Linked DNA regions of Sus scrofa: region 1 is linked to region 2. A link is a contact called in public promoter capture Hi-C data. All regions are on one chromosome and are shown on one strand. Each heading gives the region's core, a stretch centred on a gene start, on an enhancer-like site or on the middle of the called end of the contact. The rest is flanking DNA. Distances are from core to core; before and after follow the strand shown.

Evidence for each region. Promoter capture Hi-C pulls out the DNA fragments that hold promoters and counts their contacts.
Region 1: a contact with region 2 is called in a promoter capture Hi-C map of fetal liver, with 3 times the contacts expected there. The contact joins the promoter of CLUH here to the promoter of MNT in region 2. A contact is called at or near these places in 2 of 5 promoter capture datasets (fetal liver and liver), 5 of 47 Hi-C or Micro-C datasets (heart right ventricle, liver and skeletal muscle) and 2 of 2 datasets of contacts at active chromatin or transcription factors (alveolar macrophages and skeletal muscle).

The regions. Positions count from the first base shown.
Region 1 is chr12:48,758,969-48,766,360 of Sscrofa11.1, reverse strand. It overlaps CLUH (clustered mitochondria protein homolog), which reads left to right and starts at 2,865. Exons shown (of 26, transcript XM_021067625.1): 1 at 2,865-3,217. The coding sequence starts at 3,118. It also overlaps the pseudogene LOC100513176.
Region 2 is chr12:48,480,885-48,488,697 of Sscrofa11.1, reverse strand. MNT (max-binding protein MNT) reads left to right here and starts at 1,961. Exons shown (of 6, transcript XM_021067616.1): 1 at 1,961-2,407. The coding sequence starts at 2,335.

The DNA.
Region 1 (7,392 bases), core at 1,616-4,115, 280 kb before region 2:
AGAATGGCCATCATCTAGTAACTCACCAAAATGATGTACACAAAGGGAAAGAGGAGTGGCACCTGCTATATGTTCTCTAGACCTTTTAGAACACAGGGAATTTTTCCTATGGAAACATACATGTGAAATCTACAAGAAAGGTGATGTTTTATTTTATTTATTTTGTCTTTTTGCCTTTTCTAGGGCTGCTTCCCTCGGCATATGGAGGTTCCCAGGCTAGGGGTCGAATGGAGCTATAGCCACCGGCCGACGCCACAGCCACAGCAACGCAGGATCCGAGCCACATCTGTGACCTACACCACAGCTCACGGCAACGTCGGATCCTTAACCCACTGAGTGAGGTTGGGGATCGAACCCGAAACCTCATGGTGCCTGGTTGGATTCGCCATGACGGGAAATGCCAAGAAAGGTGATATCTTAGACATCATGGGAATAGGCACTGTTCAAAAAGTAAGGCCCCACAAATGTTAGCCATGGCAAAACCGGAAGAGTCTACAGTGTTCCCTAGCATACTGTGGCATTGCTGTAAACAAACAAGTTAAGAGCAAGGTTTTTTGGAAAGAGACTTAGTGTGTATATTGAGCATATTAAGCACTCTAAGATAGCTTCCTGAAACATGTGAAGGAAAATGATCAGGAAGAGAAGGAAGCCAAAAAGAAAGGTAGTTGGATTCAACCAAAGCACTCGCTTGCTCCACCCAGAGAAATACACTGAGAACCAATGGAAAGAAGCCTGAGCTGCTGGAACCCATTCCCTATGAATTCATGGCACGATAGATGTAAAGAAAATAAAAGACCTGGACTGTACCAATAAATAAATGAGTGAATAAATTCCCGGGGTCTCTCATTCTGTGTTTTCCCCCATGATTCTTCTGACTTGTACATTAAAATCCTTCTGACCCTTCAAAGCTTCAGAGCAGTCTCTTCTGAGAAGCCCTCCCTGACTGCCTCCCCTGCTCAGTCGGAGCTGCCTTCTTTAAAGGCTTTTATTCTGCAGCCTGAGACATGTGATGGCAGGGCGTATCTCTCTTCATCCACCAGATTGAAACTTCTCCTGGCAGGGACTAAGTGTTTCATCTCTGATCTTCCTGCAGCACTAAGTTCCTGCAAGCTTCCCTTGAAAGAGTGAATCACCCAGTGTTTTACACTATCTACACTGCTTTGATGACTACTATCTGCACCCCACCGCTAGGTGAGAGGCTAGACAGATGGGTGTTTTTATTTGACAGAGAAAGCTCCTGAGATTCAGAGGCGTGAAAGTCAAGTGACTTGCTCAAGGTTACAAAAAAGAAACAAAGTGGAGGTTGCAGAATGCAGATTTCCAGTCCAGCTGTGTTAGGTTCATGCACCACCTAACTGCTCGCCCTCCATGTGGTGGGTAGTCAGGTCTTGCTTTTATTTCTAGCCTTCTTGTGCAATAGTCCAAACTCATCGAGCCCTGGTTTAGCTCTGTCCCTGCCAGAACATTTCTCACCTCTCTTCTTCCTGCTTAGATGCTTAAAGCTTTTCACTGGCTCCCTGTCCCATCACCTGTACTCCAGGGCAAAGTCCACTTTCCTGTGCAATTTTTTTGTTTTAACGGCTGCACCTGGGGCATATGGACGTTCCCCAGACCAGGGATTGAATCTGAGCTACAGCTGCACCCTACACCACAGCTGCAGAAACTCCAGATCCTTTAACCCACTGGGCTGAGCGAGAGGGATTGGTGCCCAAGCCTCCACAGCAGCCAGAGCCACTGCGGTGAGATTCTGTGCCATGGTGGGCATTCCTCTTTTGCAGTTTTTATGAGAACCTAAGCCTACCTCAGGCCACCTCTGCAGCTTCAGCTTCTCGATTCTTACTAGTTCCTGGAATATGCCTTAAATGCTTCCCCATGGCTTCCTGGGCCTGCGCAAGGAAGACCCTCCTATTCCCTTAGCATAGAGAACTTCAGCTCCCTGGCAAGACCCGGTAAGGAGTTCCCATCATGGCGCAGTGGTTAACGAATCCAACTAGGAACCATGAGGTTGTGGGTTCAATCCCTGCCCTTGCTCAGCGGGTTAAGGATCCGGCATTGCCGTAAGCTGTGGTGTAGGTCACAGATGCAGCTCGGATCTGGCGTGGCTGTGGCATAGGCCAGAGGCTACAGCTCCAATTAGAGCCCTAGCCTGGGAACCTCCATATGCTGTGGGTGCGACACTAGAAAAAGACAAAAAAAAAAAAAAACCTGGTAAAATGTCACCTGGTCAGCATGCTGACTTCACTTCTCAGTCTCTACCAGGCCACAATCATGTGAAAACATGAACTACTGTACAGTGTCCAGTCTGTAGACTTAGCCCGGCCCAGCTAAATCCTCGCTCTCTGTGTGACCTTGGTCTTCCCTGCCTCCACTCTAAAGTGGGGATAATGCACCGGCCTGAAAGAAGTGAGGACTCGTCTGGAGCGGGGTGTAGAGGCCGCTGGCAGAAAGGAGGCCGTGGTGGCTCAGGACAAAGTTTGTTCGTCCATCTCGGACACTCCATCCCTATTAACCACCTGCCACCCCTGCCTCTAGTGACCAGAAACTAGGCTACCCTCCACCCCCTCTTCAAGAAGCTAGACGCACCCTAGCCCCACCCCTTTGGGGGGAAATGGCAAGCTTGTAGAGAAGGGCGCTGAGGGTAACGTGAACACCACAGATTAGGGACCGCGTGGTCATTTGGCAGCTTTGCAATAGGAAGCCCTTGGGGGAGGGGTCGGTAAGCAGGAACAGTCCTAAAGCAGTCCCCACCCAAGGTCAAAGCGCCCGCCCGACGGGTGGCAACCCGCAAGGACGTCTCTCTGTAGCTCCGCCCCTCGAGGGGGAGCGAAGCCTCTCTCTTGCCCGGGCCACGGTACGTTCCCTTTAAGACGTTCGGGAAAGGCGCCGCGTTGGTAGACGGCGAACAAGGCGCGGTGTATTTCGGCCCTCGCCGGCCTCCGTGGGCCGGGCCGGGCGCGAAGGCGGGACAGAGGCGCGGCGGTGGGGTCAAAGGCCACACGCGCACCACGTGGGCCGGTGACTCCGTCCTTCCCGCAGCGGCAGCGGCGCGCAGGGCACTTGGGTTAGTGGCGCGGCGGGCGGCGCGGACAGCCAAGCCGGACGCCCGCTCCCGCCGCCATGGTCATCAAAACGGACGAGTTACCGGCGGCCGCCCCGGCCGACAGCGCCCGGGAGCCCAGCTCGCAGGCCGGTGGCAAGGGGCGGCCAGGCGCGGCTGGTGAGCAGGGCTGGGGCCAGGGGGCAGCTGGGCGGGAGGCTGGACTGGGCCGAGCTGGCGGGTGGGTCCGGCGTTGCGCGGGGACCGCCGCCTTCCTTCCGCGCCTGGCCGGGTTGCATCTCGCCGGGCCCTGCACCGGGTGCCCCTGCCCTGAAGGTCACCTTCACTGTCGCCCCCGGCTGCGGCCCGGGCTTCGCACGTGGGGTCCCGGGGAGAACAGCGGCGGCGAGCATACGCGCGACTCACCGCGGGGACACGTGCGCGCACACGCGGTTTCGGGGTGCGCCGCCGAGGCAGGCGGACCAACTCGGCGGCCCCACCCCCTCCGCGCCTGGGCATGGGGAACTCTTCCCGCTGGGGTCACTTGACAACTTGCTCCGTCAGGCACCCACTTCGCGTCAGGATCGCAAACATTCCCTGGGCACAAGACTGCAGCTTTGCCAGTTAGAGTCAGCTTGGGACTTCTCAGGCTTGGTCTTTGGGAAGAGCGGGAGTTGGGGTGTGTGTTTAGTAAGGGAGCTTCTGTGATTCGTTGTCAGACGAAACAAGGCGTTAAGCCCAGATCTGCAGGATCTGATCGCGGTCCTGTTAGGAGTCTGCCTAGTAGGAAGACGGGGGCCGGGGCGCGGGGGGCGGGGGTTCTGCCTGTGTGTGGGGGCAAAGCCAAACTCCTTGGCAGGAGGTGGTGTTTGTGCCAGAACTTGATCATTAACTCACCTTATTGCGAAAAGTGGGTCAGCCCAGAGTTGCTGTTTTTAAGGCAAAGGTCAGCAGCGTGGAGTTGAGCTCCCTGCTTTCCACCATGGGGGGTATGTGGCATTGGCTTTGGGAGTGGCTGCAGCTTTTCTCGGGTGGGGCCTGCCTCTTCGTTTCTCCTGAGGCTCCTCTCTTCTCTCTATTCCTTCCATCACATCTCTGGTTCCAGCCTTGAGACTGGAAGCCCCTTCCCAGCCCCTGGGTTGTCATCTCCAAATCCTCCTCAGAGCCCCAGGGCTGGGTTGTGTCCCTCTCTGCCCTGGGTGACAGTGTGGGAGTGCAGAAATACCCCTGCCTCCGACTCCCTGTATCTCTCCTCAAAAGGGGCTTGTCGTCTTCATGTCCCTTCCCAGCTTGGGTGAGTCAGGACAGTGTTAGGGGGGCTCTAAGACCCTCTAGCTGATCACAGCCGGGTTACTGGTGGTGGGGGATAGGTCCTGTGGCAGTTTTGCTGATTGCCTAGAGAAGGCCAAGGTTTTGGGCAGAATGACAAATGTGGATGACTCCAGCCTGCCAGGCTTCACCCAGATGAGACTCTGAATCAGTGGTGCAGGCTAGATAAGAGGATGATTTCCCCTCTAGCAAAGAGACTGGAAGAGATGAAGCGACTTGCCCAAGGTCACACAGCAATTTAGCATTTGGATTTCTAGCTCACAGCCAGACTGCCAAGGCTGCCCCGGCCTGTCTCACCCGGAGCTGGGCGAGGCATGTTGGCTGGGATCATATACCGAGAACATAACGGCTAAAGAAGGGGGCAGAGGGTGTTGGAGGATTTCTCTGAGGGGCTCTGTCTGGGGCAGTGTGGGTTAGGAGGGGATACAGCTGTTCATTTTGGGGAAACTGGCAGCATACTAACTAGCAGGTGGAGCATTGGCTCCCTAAGTCTCTGGGAACCTAGTACAGAGGTAGGACTTGCATCAGAGCCGACAGACCATGTTAAAAGGAGGAGGGGACTTAATGGAGATCCCCAGAGGCCCTCAGCCCGGCTTCTTGACCTCAGAACCTAGCTCCGGACGATCTCTAGTCCCTCGGAGGAGGTGATCAAGGCTTTTGGCGGGGGAGACATAGGATCAGTTACTTTTTTGGGGATAAAGCTGCATTTAGGGGTTAAGAGAACGGGCAGGTTTTTCAAGTTCATGGTGGTATGTTGAGTTCCTTCTGCCTAGGGTCAGGCTCCTTGGAGTTGAGGCCCAGAGCAGCGGGGGAGAGGGCCGGCAGACTGGAGGGGAGCTTGCGTGCTTCGGGGAGCTCCTGGACAGAGCCCTCATAGCTCTCCTGGGAAGGTCTGAGCAGAGCAGCTCAGGGAACACTGGACCCTCCCCAAACCCTGCAGACCTGCTTCTGGCCCCTGGTGGGGATGGGAAGGAGGCAGACAGCTGCATTCTGGGGGTCTTCTTTAGGATGCCTCCTCCCCTCTGCCCCCTTTTCCCTTGAAGCCCCAGGTTTCTGAGCTGGGGTGATATGCCTTCTGAGGCTTTACTTCCTGCTGGAGCCTCACCTGCTGAGGTTTTGTAGGGGCGGGGCCTGGCCCTGGCACAGTCTACTGAGTGAGGCATGCCAGGCTGGGGAACGTGCAAGGCACCTGGGCTGCCTGTGTTTCCTCTCTGACTCCTTTCTGCTGCCTGTGGGGTCCCTTTGCTCCCAGGATGAGGCAGGGCTCTTCATCCAGTGAAGACTGGGAGGTGGGGCATATGCCATGCTGTTGGGGTGACCCCTTCCTTGTTCTGTGGAGGTTCTCCTTTCCCTCTCCCTGAAGCCCAGCTCCTCAGAGATGCCCCCTGGGGTAAGAGAAGGGGTGCCATCCCAGGGGTGTAGAGGCTTGGGGGTGTAGAGGAAGGGGGGGCTGTTTACCTGGTGGGTGCTTCAGCCTGGGGAGTGGCACTCAGAGCCCTGCGCTTGGGCAACTGATGAATGTGTTTTTTTCTTGACCTGGCTTGGTTGCCTTTTGCCTCTGTGACCTTGGGCAGCTTGCTTACTAACTTTCTGGAGCCTCAGTTTCCTCAAGTGAGAGGGTCTCTTCAAGCCGACGGAGGGGTCTGCTGTGGGCTCGGCCTAGATGAACGTTGGCTTTGTGGTAACCAGGATGCCCGTGGTTATAGCAGCTACTCCGGGGTCATTGCCAGGCAGATCTGCCCCACTGCCAGGCAAATCTGCCCCACCCTCGCCTCCAGAGGGTGGGAGTGTGTTTGGGGAGCCCAGTGGGAGAAGAGGGGCTCTGGGCCTTGGTACCACTGCTGAGTGTGCGCAGGCTAGAACCTGTGCTTGGGGGCTGCAGGGGGTTGAGAGCCTGCTGGGTGCCAGCCCTTCAGGGCTGCTGGGACGGGGCTGGACAGGAGGTGGGGCTGCCTAGAGGAAGCCTGGCTCCCCGCCCCCGCCCTGGTTAGTATGGATGCCGGAGCAGTTCTGCCTGGGCCCTGGCAACAAGTCAGAGGCCCTGGGAAGGCGCCCTGGCGAGGCTGGGCATGTTTCTTCTCCACAGCCGCACGCACGGCCTTTGGCCTCTTGCTGCCAGCTCTGTTTCCCCAGGGGAGAGACTTGGTTTTCTCTTGGCAGCGCGGGGGCTGCTGGGAAGGGGAGCCAGAGCCTGCCAGCTTCTTGGTGGAGCAGGAGGCCTGAGGCACGGGTGCAGTTGTCCTCTGGGAGTCAGGGGACCCATCCCCCCTCCCACCAGAACTAGTGCCTCTCAGGAAGGGAAGGGCTGCCAGGTCACCTGCAGGGGGCAGCACGAGCCAGAGGCCCCCGGCCAGCCACTGGACCCAGTAGGCGGGCGGGGTGCTCGGTGCAGCTGGTGGACCGGGGGTAGCCACTTCATGGCCTGGGCCTGGGTCTGCGCCAGCTGTTGCCGGCAGCTGGCTGAAGTGGTCCTGCCCACCCCTAGTGGGGTTGGGGCTGAGGAAAGGACCCCCTTGCTGGGACCTGTCCCCTCAATCCTGAGGGGCCCAGGTACCCCAAACGCTGAGTCCTCCTGCCCCCCTAGCAGCTTCACCAGCAGTGACCCCCTTTTGGAGGCATGCAGGAAGGTGGGCCTGAGCACTGGTGGCACTTCCACCTGGGGTCCTGGAGCCACCGAAGCTTCCTGGCCGGCGACCGTCCTTCTGGCCGACCTTGAGCAGGATGCAAGGCAGGGGGAGTGTGCCCTTCCCAGGGCCGCCCCAGCAGGCCTGGCCCCACTGAAACCCGAAGCCAGCTGGATCTCCAGCTCTGGGCCGACCAGCTGCATGGGGGCAAGGGTAGAGACAGAGGCTGGAACGAGGGGCACAGGCAGTGCTGGGCCTGAGCCGGAGACCTGGCCGCTTCGCTGCCATGGAGGTCCCATGACTTCAGAACCCAGGAGAGGGCAGCCACCGACCACACCAGGTGGGCTGTTGGGGGAGTGAGCCAGGTGGCTGGCCTCTTGAGGGGGGACCTTCACAGTCCTT
Region 2 (7,813 bases), core at 712-3,211:
GGCAAACAACCCTCTTCCTCCCATTCACTTGGTTCTTGATTTCCAGAATCTGCAGATTTTCTTTCCCTGGGATGCATTATGCCCTCTAAGGAAAGGCACAAAGCCAGCAAGCATCATTTACATCAGCTTTCCATGTGTCTAGCTCTCCTCTAGCTAGTCCGCCTCAAAAGGAAAGTAAGCCTCTAAGGGCACAGTGGGGATGGCATGGGATGGATTGACAGGATGATCTGCCACTCAGCCAACCTCACAAAGGTTTGCTTTCTGGCTTCATATGATTGTAACATCTAGGCCACAAGATCCTGAGCCCAACTGCCACTGTCCTACTTTATTAGAACTGATTAGCAAAGAAAGGAATCTGGGGGCCAAGACCCAGGTGCCTGAGGCCTGTGGGCATTGGGACAGCAGAGCTGGACCTGCTCCAAGGTGCTCCAACTATGCCTTCAGCCTGTGCCTGTCACTGCCAACTGTACCAATGGGGTTTGTGTTGCCTCCACCAAAGAAACAGCGCGGCAGGGTTTCAGGTGAAGATTTTTGGTGCCCCCGCCATCACAATACGTTAAGTGGTCAGATCCCCCCCTTTCCGTGTGAGCAGTTTGATACTCCTCCATGACTTTTTTTTCTAGTTGTGGGCCTTGCCCCAGAACTGCCTTCAAAAGAGTCATCATCCATGGGGTCAGGTATAAATGCTCCAATGGGGAAAGGAGCAACTGGAATATTGAGTGACCGCAGAAAAATCCTTTCTGGTCTTCAGTTTCCTTATCTGCAAAGTTTAAGAATTTGGGTAAACGGACCAAATTCTGTTTGTACCCCAAACGCCTCCAAACTCTACCGCAAGAAGCCGCCAGAGGAAGCGCCAGGCCAGGGGTCTTACCCCGCCCGCGAGAGCGATAGTGGCCGGGCGGGTGGCCCCGCCCCCGCTCCCGCCTTGGTTGCCCAGCCACTGGGAGGGCCGAGCTTCCGCCCTCCACGTTGTTGTTCCCGATTTGCGCCACGCCCCCTCGGTCTGGGCTTTGGACACCTAGCCTAATTTGCCCTCGGTCCGGCCCCAGAGCAAAGGGCGACTTCTGGGGTGGCACATTTGGAGTTTCCGCCCGCCTCAGAGGCGCGTGGACAAAGGCAAGAGTTTATAGGAAGGAAAGGGAGACACTTTGTTTTGGAGGGAGGATAGTGAAAAGTAAAGAGTAGATCAGGTCACAACTGCACAATTTCCCTTTCGGAGTCCCACCCTTCACACAGCGTCCCCATCCGCACCCGCGAATGTGACCCTGCTAGACACTGGCCCTTTAAACAGAAGGCTGGCGGCGCGGGGTGTCCATGTGGAGCTGCTCCATGCCGTGTTGTCCTGCCCGCCCATTGGCCCGCGGCCCGGTGACGTCGCCTAATAGGATGCGAACGCACTGCGGGGGGAGGAACGGAGACAAAACGCGGAACAGGATCGCCACTCCGCTCCCTCTGCCAGTTCTCTGGCAGCCTCCTGCCGTCAGCTCCGCCCAGGGGCGGATCCCGGGGGAATTGCGACAGCCTGGTGGTTGCGGGAATTAGGTCACGTGTGGACCCAGGGTTCGGGCCAGTCTCTACCAGCCTAAGGTTTCCTTGACCTGGAATATCCTTATTTGAACTAACTCGAGTCTTGAGTTTTCCACCCTTCCTTCCCTCCAGCAGGATAATTTTAGTTGTGAATGACACAAACATGCAGCCCTTGCTAAACTTGTGGCTTGCAATCGGGGCGGGGGGAGGCGGGAAAGCGGAAATGCAGGGCGCGAACCCGGCTGGAGCTTCTCCCACCCCACCCAGGCCACGTGTGCGCTCGCCGTCTTGAGTGGGCGGGGCCAGCCTGCCCGGGACCACGCCCCTCCCTTCGTGAGAAGCCGCGGCCCTGCGGGCGGGGGCTCCGGTCCGGGCTTTGGCTGCGGCCCCGGTGTAGTAGCGGGGGCGGCGGCCGGGGGCAGCGCGGCTCCTTCCCTTGTTGTGTGTGTCGGTGCCTCCTCGCCATCTTGTTGCAAAGCCTTTTCTTGTCGGCGGGACTCCTGGGGGCCGCGGGGCGGGAGGCATTGGAAGGGAGGAAGAGTGGGAGGGGAAGGAGTGAGGCAGTGCCGCCTTATTTTTTTTGCATCAATATATTTAAATTTGCAAATTACATTTTGCAAATATTTGGGGAGACATTGGTTTTTCTCCCTGTGCTTCCCCGTTCTTCCCTGCGGAGTGCGCTGCGCCGCCCAGCCCTGTCGCCCCCCGGAGGTGATCCCTCCCTCCTGCCTGCCCGCCAGCCTGACCTGTGCTCGACTCGCGGGCCGCAGTCTCGGCCCCGGCGCGCCCCCGGCAGCTCTCGGCGCGATGAGCATAGAGACGCTACTGGAGGCGGCCCGCTTCCTGGAATGGCAAGCGCAGCAACAACAGAGAGCACGTGGTGAGCGGCCGGGCTGGGCCCCTAGGGCAGCGGGGAAGGGGAGGCGAGCGACCCTGGTACCCGAGCCCACCCGAAACCGCGGGCGGAACCCTCTCCCAGGCGGCTCGCGAAGCCGGGCATTGCAAGGCTCCGCGGAAGAACCGGCACCGGAGGAAGAGTGTTGTGGGCAGTGAAATTAATTAATGAATTCGTTAACATGCAGCGGGGGACCCGGCTCCTGTGGGCGCCACCCCAGCTGCCTACCACCACTTGTGCACCTTTCGTGAGGGGCTCCTTTCGCGTGGGCCAGCAGCGCCCTCGGTAGGGCTGAGGATGTGCGAGCCGGGGGGTGGGGTGAAGAATGGTGTTGCGTGGGGGTGGCAGACCCGCGGGCGTGTGCGTGTGTGCACAGGGGATGTGTGATGCGAGCCTCGATGAGAGCGGATGAACGGACGTTTACACGGGTGAGTGTCTAGTGCACACGAGTGGGCGTGTGTGTAACGGAGTGGGGGGTGGAATTACTCTACGCGAAGCAGCTCCCCGGCTTCCCTAGTCTTGTGGGGTGGGTGCGGGGGGCGCTCCTGGCAGATCTTACTCGCCGCTTGGGGCGGAGGCGGCCTTTGCAGAATGAAAATGACATCGCGTGTCTTATGATCCTGGCCAGCCCCGCCTGACCCCGCCTCCCACAACTGGGCTGGGTCGCGCGTCAGGGGTTTGGGTGAGAGCCGGGCTGATTAGTGCATCGGTGAAACGGCCCGAAGGTCGCCGGGGGCAGACCCGGGGCCCCCCTTGCTGCGCCCCACTTTAGCCGGTGTGGAATGTGGCGTGTCTGCGCCTTCTAAACCCGCTCTCGGCTGGAATGTTGCGTGTGCCTGCGTTCTAAGCCCGTTGGTTACACCGGGTGGTGACGTGGACAGGGCCCGCCCCCGACCACGTGCACCGGGGACACTCCCGCTGGGGACTGCGCGGCCCTGCCCCTCCCTGCTGCCTCGCGCTCGGCCGGGGGCGGAGCCTGGGCGGGGCTGGCTAGGGGCCTTCCGCCGGGTTGGGCCCGGGCTCTGGCCCCCGGGCATCTCCCCGGGAGAGTCTGCCCTACGAGGGAGGAGCTGAGCTCACCTGTAGGTTCTCACCCCAACCTCCAATTTTTGGTCCTGGGGCGAGGGAAATCCTCAGAATAGCCAAGCGTTGGGATATATAGAGCTTACATACTCCCACTGACCCCTCCAGACATTCTTATCAGGACCCGGTCAGCACCGCTGACCAGTGTGGAATAAGCCAGGCTGAGAACCGGCAAACTTTGGCGCTCTCTCGACAGGGCCGAGCTGGAGATTTCAGATGCCCCCTCTCCCCACGCGCTCTGTTGGTGGTCCCCAGGTGCTACAGAAGTAGGGACTGAGGAAAGACCTCGGTTTTCCGGACTGCTGCGAGGGCCGCAACCCTGGATCCGGGTGTGTGTGCAGTATCCGGGGGCTGTTGTTTCCTCCAACCCTTACCCCCGCCCTTCGGCCGGGTTGGTTGTGGTGGAGAGAGTGCGTCGCCCTCCTTTCCTTTCTCTCTGCCTATTGTTGCTTCAATGATGAGTCATGCAGGAGGTAGTAGTGTGTGTTGTGTGCGCGCAGGCGCGCGCCTGCAGTGTGTACCGCCGTCGCGGCGGGCGGGGGAGTGGCCGCGAACCAGGGGCGGGGGAGGGACGGGTCTGAGGGCCTGGTCGGGTAGACCAGCCTTTCAAGGTCAGGAGTCACTCGAGATACGTGAGAGCGAGAATGCTTAGGTTTTCGAACTGATGGGCCGGGGCATCAGCTCATGCGCCCCTCCTTCCCCCTTGTCTTTGGGGTCCAGAGCAGGGTCAGTTGGTGGACAGTGCAGGTGGTGAGAACATTCTGCTTGCAGGAGCAGTGGCACGGGGAGGAGCCTGCACAGATTTGGAGAGACTGAGTCATCTGCTGCCACCATCAACACAATGCAATTCAGAAGTGCCTATTGTGTCCCCACTGGGAACTGCCCCCTGTGCTAGAGGCAGCAGTACTGAGCCTACTGTTGCCCCAAGGGAAACTCACTTTCACCTTCACTTTAGCCTCAGGCTAGTTGGCCCTGCGAGGGGAGGGAAGGCGGCCCTCACTGTCAAGTCTACCACCCTTTCCCGGATAAGTCTGTCCAGACTGACAGTAGGAACCCCAGGGATGACGTGTGCAACACTTGAACCTGAGAATGGCTCTCTCCCAAGACGGGTTAGAGCCCTGCTCCCCCCTCATCCCTGTGTTGAGAACAGAGGGCAGGGAGCTGATCTGAGTGACAGTGCTGCTTGATACTTAATGTGCCACAAGGGAATTCCCTAAGTTGAGGCTTCTTGGTGGTGGGGCAGGAGGTCTGAGGGGATGGATGGATGGATGCTGGAAAGCCAGATTTTTTCCAGAAAGTCATGCTACAGATAGTAGACCTGGCTGCAGCAGCTTAATCTCCGGAATTCATTTTTTTTCTCCTCCTTGAGGTTCTGTCCTATAACTTGGGTGGGAAGAATGGGAGAGAAAGGGGTGCTGGTGAGCCTGTGGACCAGCACTGCTTTCTGGGAGTGTGTACCCCATGCACAGCCCTGAACAGGGATCCTCCCGTCCTCAAGCCTCAAGCAACAGTTTCCTGACCTAGACCAGCCAGGTGCTCACATGATGAGCCCGTGGATGTGTGTGCATGTGCGCTGTATGTGCAAGAGGGGAGAGGAAAGGGCAAGGCCATCCTGGTGGCCAGCGGGAGGGCCTGGTCACCTCTAGCAGGCACGGAGGTGGCTCGAATGTGACCCCCTTCTACCTGAGCTAATCACACCTTGGGTCTGCCTCGTGCACCAAGATCCCTGTTAGCATGTAGAAGGGGAGAACTCTCCTGAACGTTGGGAGCCACCTGGTATAGACTCCTCTGACCCCAGCTCTGTGCCTGCTGAGCCCCTGGGCCACAGTGGCTTGGGGGGAAGCTCAGTGTCCATACTCTCCATTGTGGGATGGAGTCTTGGCCCCTGGATCACCCAGAAGGGTCTGCTGAATTAACTGGGGGCACACTCCGGACAGAGCCCATGGAAGGTGGTGGAAAGGTGCAGCAGAGCATTATTTTAAAGAGTCTGGGGGTTCCCATTGTGGCTCAGGGGTAAGGAACCTGACTAGTATCCATGAGGACGCGGATTCGATCCCAGGCTTTGCTCAGTGGGTTAAGGATCTGGTGTTTCTGTGAGCTGTGGTGTAGGTCCAAGATGTGGCTCAGGTTCTGTGTTGCTGTGGCTATAGAGTGGTGTAGGCCCGCAGCTACAGCTCCGATGTAACCCCTAGCCTGGGAACCTCCTATGCCGCCAGTGCAGCCCTACAAATACAAAAATAAAGAGTCTAAACCCATGTTGCTGCCGGTCTTAAAAAGACAAAAATTAATAAATAAAGAGCCTAAACCCATGTTGCTGAAAACCAGTTTGCTCCTTCCGCCCTGTGTCCCTCTCCCCTGTCAGTGTACAGGGAAAGGGCCAGTGCTGGGTGGAGAATGAGTCAGAGCAGGTCACGAGGAGGCGGGAGGCTCTGGTGGGCTGGATCTGGCCTGCGGCGCCTTCTACTCTTTACAACCAGTTAAGCGTTTTCATGCTGATCCAGGTGTGACCTAGCTCGGCCATTCACCTGGGTCCTTCCTGGCACCAGTGAGGCACACCTGCCTGGTTCTGGAAGAGAGAGGGTAGGTGGGAAGAAGGTTGCCATCTCCTGGGTGAGCGTGGAGTTGCCTTTCAATGAGGTTTGGCTTCCTTCTGGCCCAGGGCACCTGGCCTTGGGACTTGGGGCCCTGTCTGTCCCCCTGCTTACGGTAGAATGGCACACTTGCCCCAAGACTCATGAAAGTTCAGGTGGCTCAAAGGAATGGAAGCGGTGCTGTGTTGGGCCCTGAGCTCCAGGACCTTGTCTTGGGGATGGGGTTGGGGAGCAGAGTGGCCCAGGCTGGGCCTGAGAGGGCTCCTTGACTGGCACGCAGCAGGCTTCTTTCCCACTGTGGTCTGTGAGAAGCAGGAGCTTGGAGAGCTGGTTTTCTCTGGAACTGGAACGTAAGCCAGGGCTGCCGCCAGCTCATAGAAGCAGGCCTGCACCGGCCTGGCAGCTTCCCTTCCCAAGGGCCAGGGGAGACACGGAGGAGGCCGTGCTGACTCCAGCCTCTGAACGAAGGCTGGCTGCTGGGAAACCACTGAGTGCTTCCCCTCTCGGAACGCACCCCCCGCCCGCCCGCTTCCTCCTTTGCCTCCTCTCTGCGGGAGGGAGGGCCTCTGAGCAGGCCTGGCTCACACTGAAGTTGTTGATTGGCCAAAGGGCCCCAAGGCCTCAAGGTGTTGGGGGCCCCTGAGCCCAAAGACCCTTGGAAAGTTGGTGCCCTCCTCCCTAGGGGGCCCTTAGCCAGCCTTGCCCCCCAGGCTCACCCCTTGAGGGTCGTGCATGTGGGGCGTGTCAGCCCCGTGCTGTCAGCTCTGTCAGTCAGCTGTGTGGTGGATCCCTGGCAGGAAGGAGGGCTGGTTGACCAGCCTGCTCCCTGGCTTGGGGGCTGCAGCCGCTCCCCAGGACCCCGGCCTGGCCTGTAGCCAGGGAACCAGAATGGTGGGGCCTGGGAGAAGACGGGCAGGGTGGGGATGAGAGGGGCCTCTGGATCCATCTGGAGCGGCCTCTCCCCTTGCCCTGTTCTCAGCTCACCGCTGAGCAGCCCTCATCTTCTGGTGGAGCTTTGAGCAGAGATGCTGAACGGAGCCACACAAGGTTGCCGGAGCTTGGTGCCCTGTTCAAACCCCGTTAAAAATCCTGGCTTTCCTTTCCGCCTGCCTCTTACCTTTCTATTTTTTGCTGCTGCTGGTGGTGGTGGGGAATGAATTCTACACAATAAATAGCAGAGAAGGACCAGGTGCGTTTTGGGTATGGACCCTGAGGAGACAGGCTTGGGACCTAGCCTGGGAGTCCCACGTCCTGGGCCTAGCTTGCTCATGTGTGAGCTGAAGATGTCCCTGCCCCGCCTGCGACATGGGGCTCTTGTAAGATCCAAGGGTGTGTGGGGGATGTGTGTACATGAATATAGACACCCAGTGAGCTCGTACTGGCACAGCAGGTACAGGGCATCCACCAGGTATCAGGAGACCTGACTGTGACTCGCAGTGTGACCCCCTCCCCAGCAATCATTTTGCCTCTTTGAGCTAATTTATCTCATCTGTGAGATGAAGATACTGCCTCCCTTCCAGAAGGTACTTCCCCAGAAACTAGGGTTTGTTCGTCCCTTTTATACTCCCGTGGTAGCCTCTGAGGTCATTTGTGGACTGACCTCTACCTGCTTCATCCATCACTCCCTCCCCTCGGCCTTGCTGCGCATCACCTGCTTAACCCTTCAACCTGCAGGCCACCCCGTCTCCAGCACCCTCGCTGACAGCTTCGGCTCTGC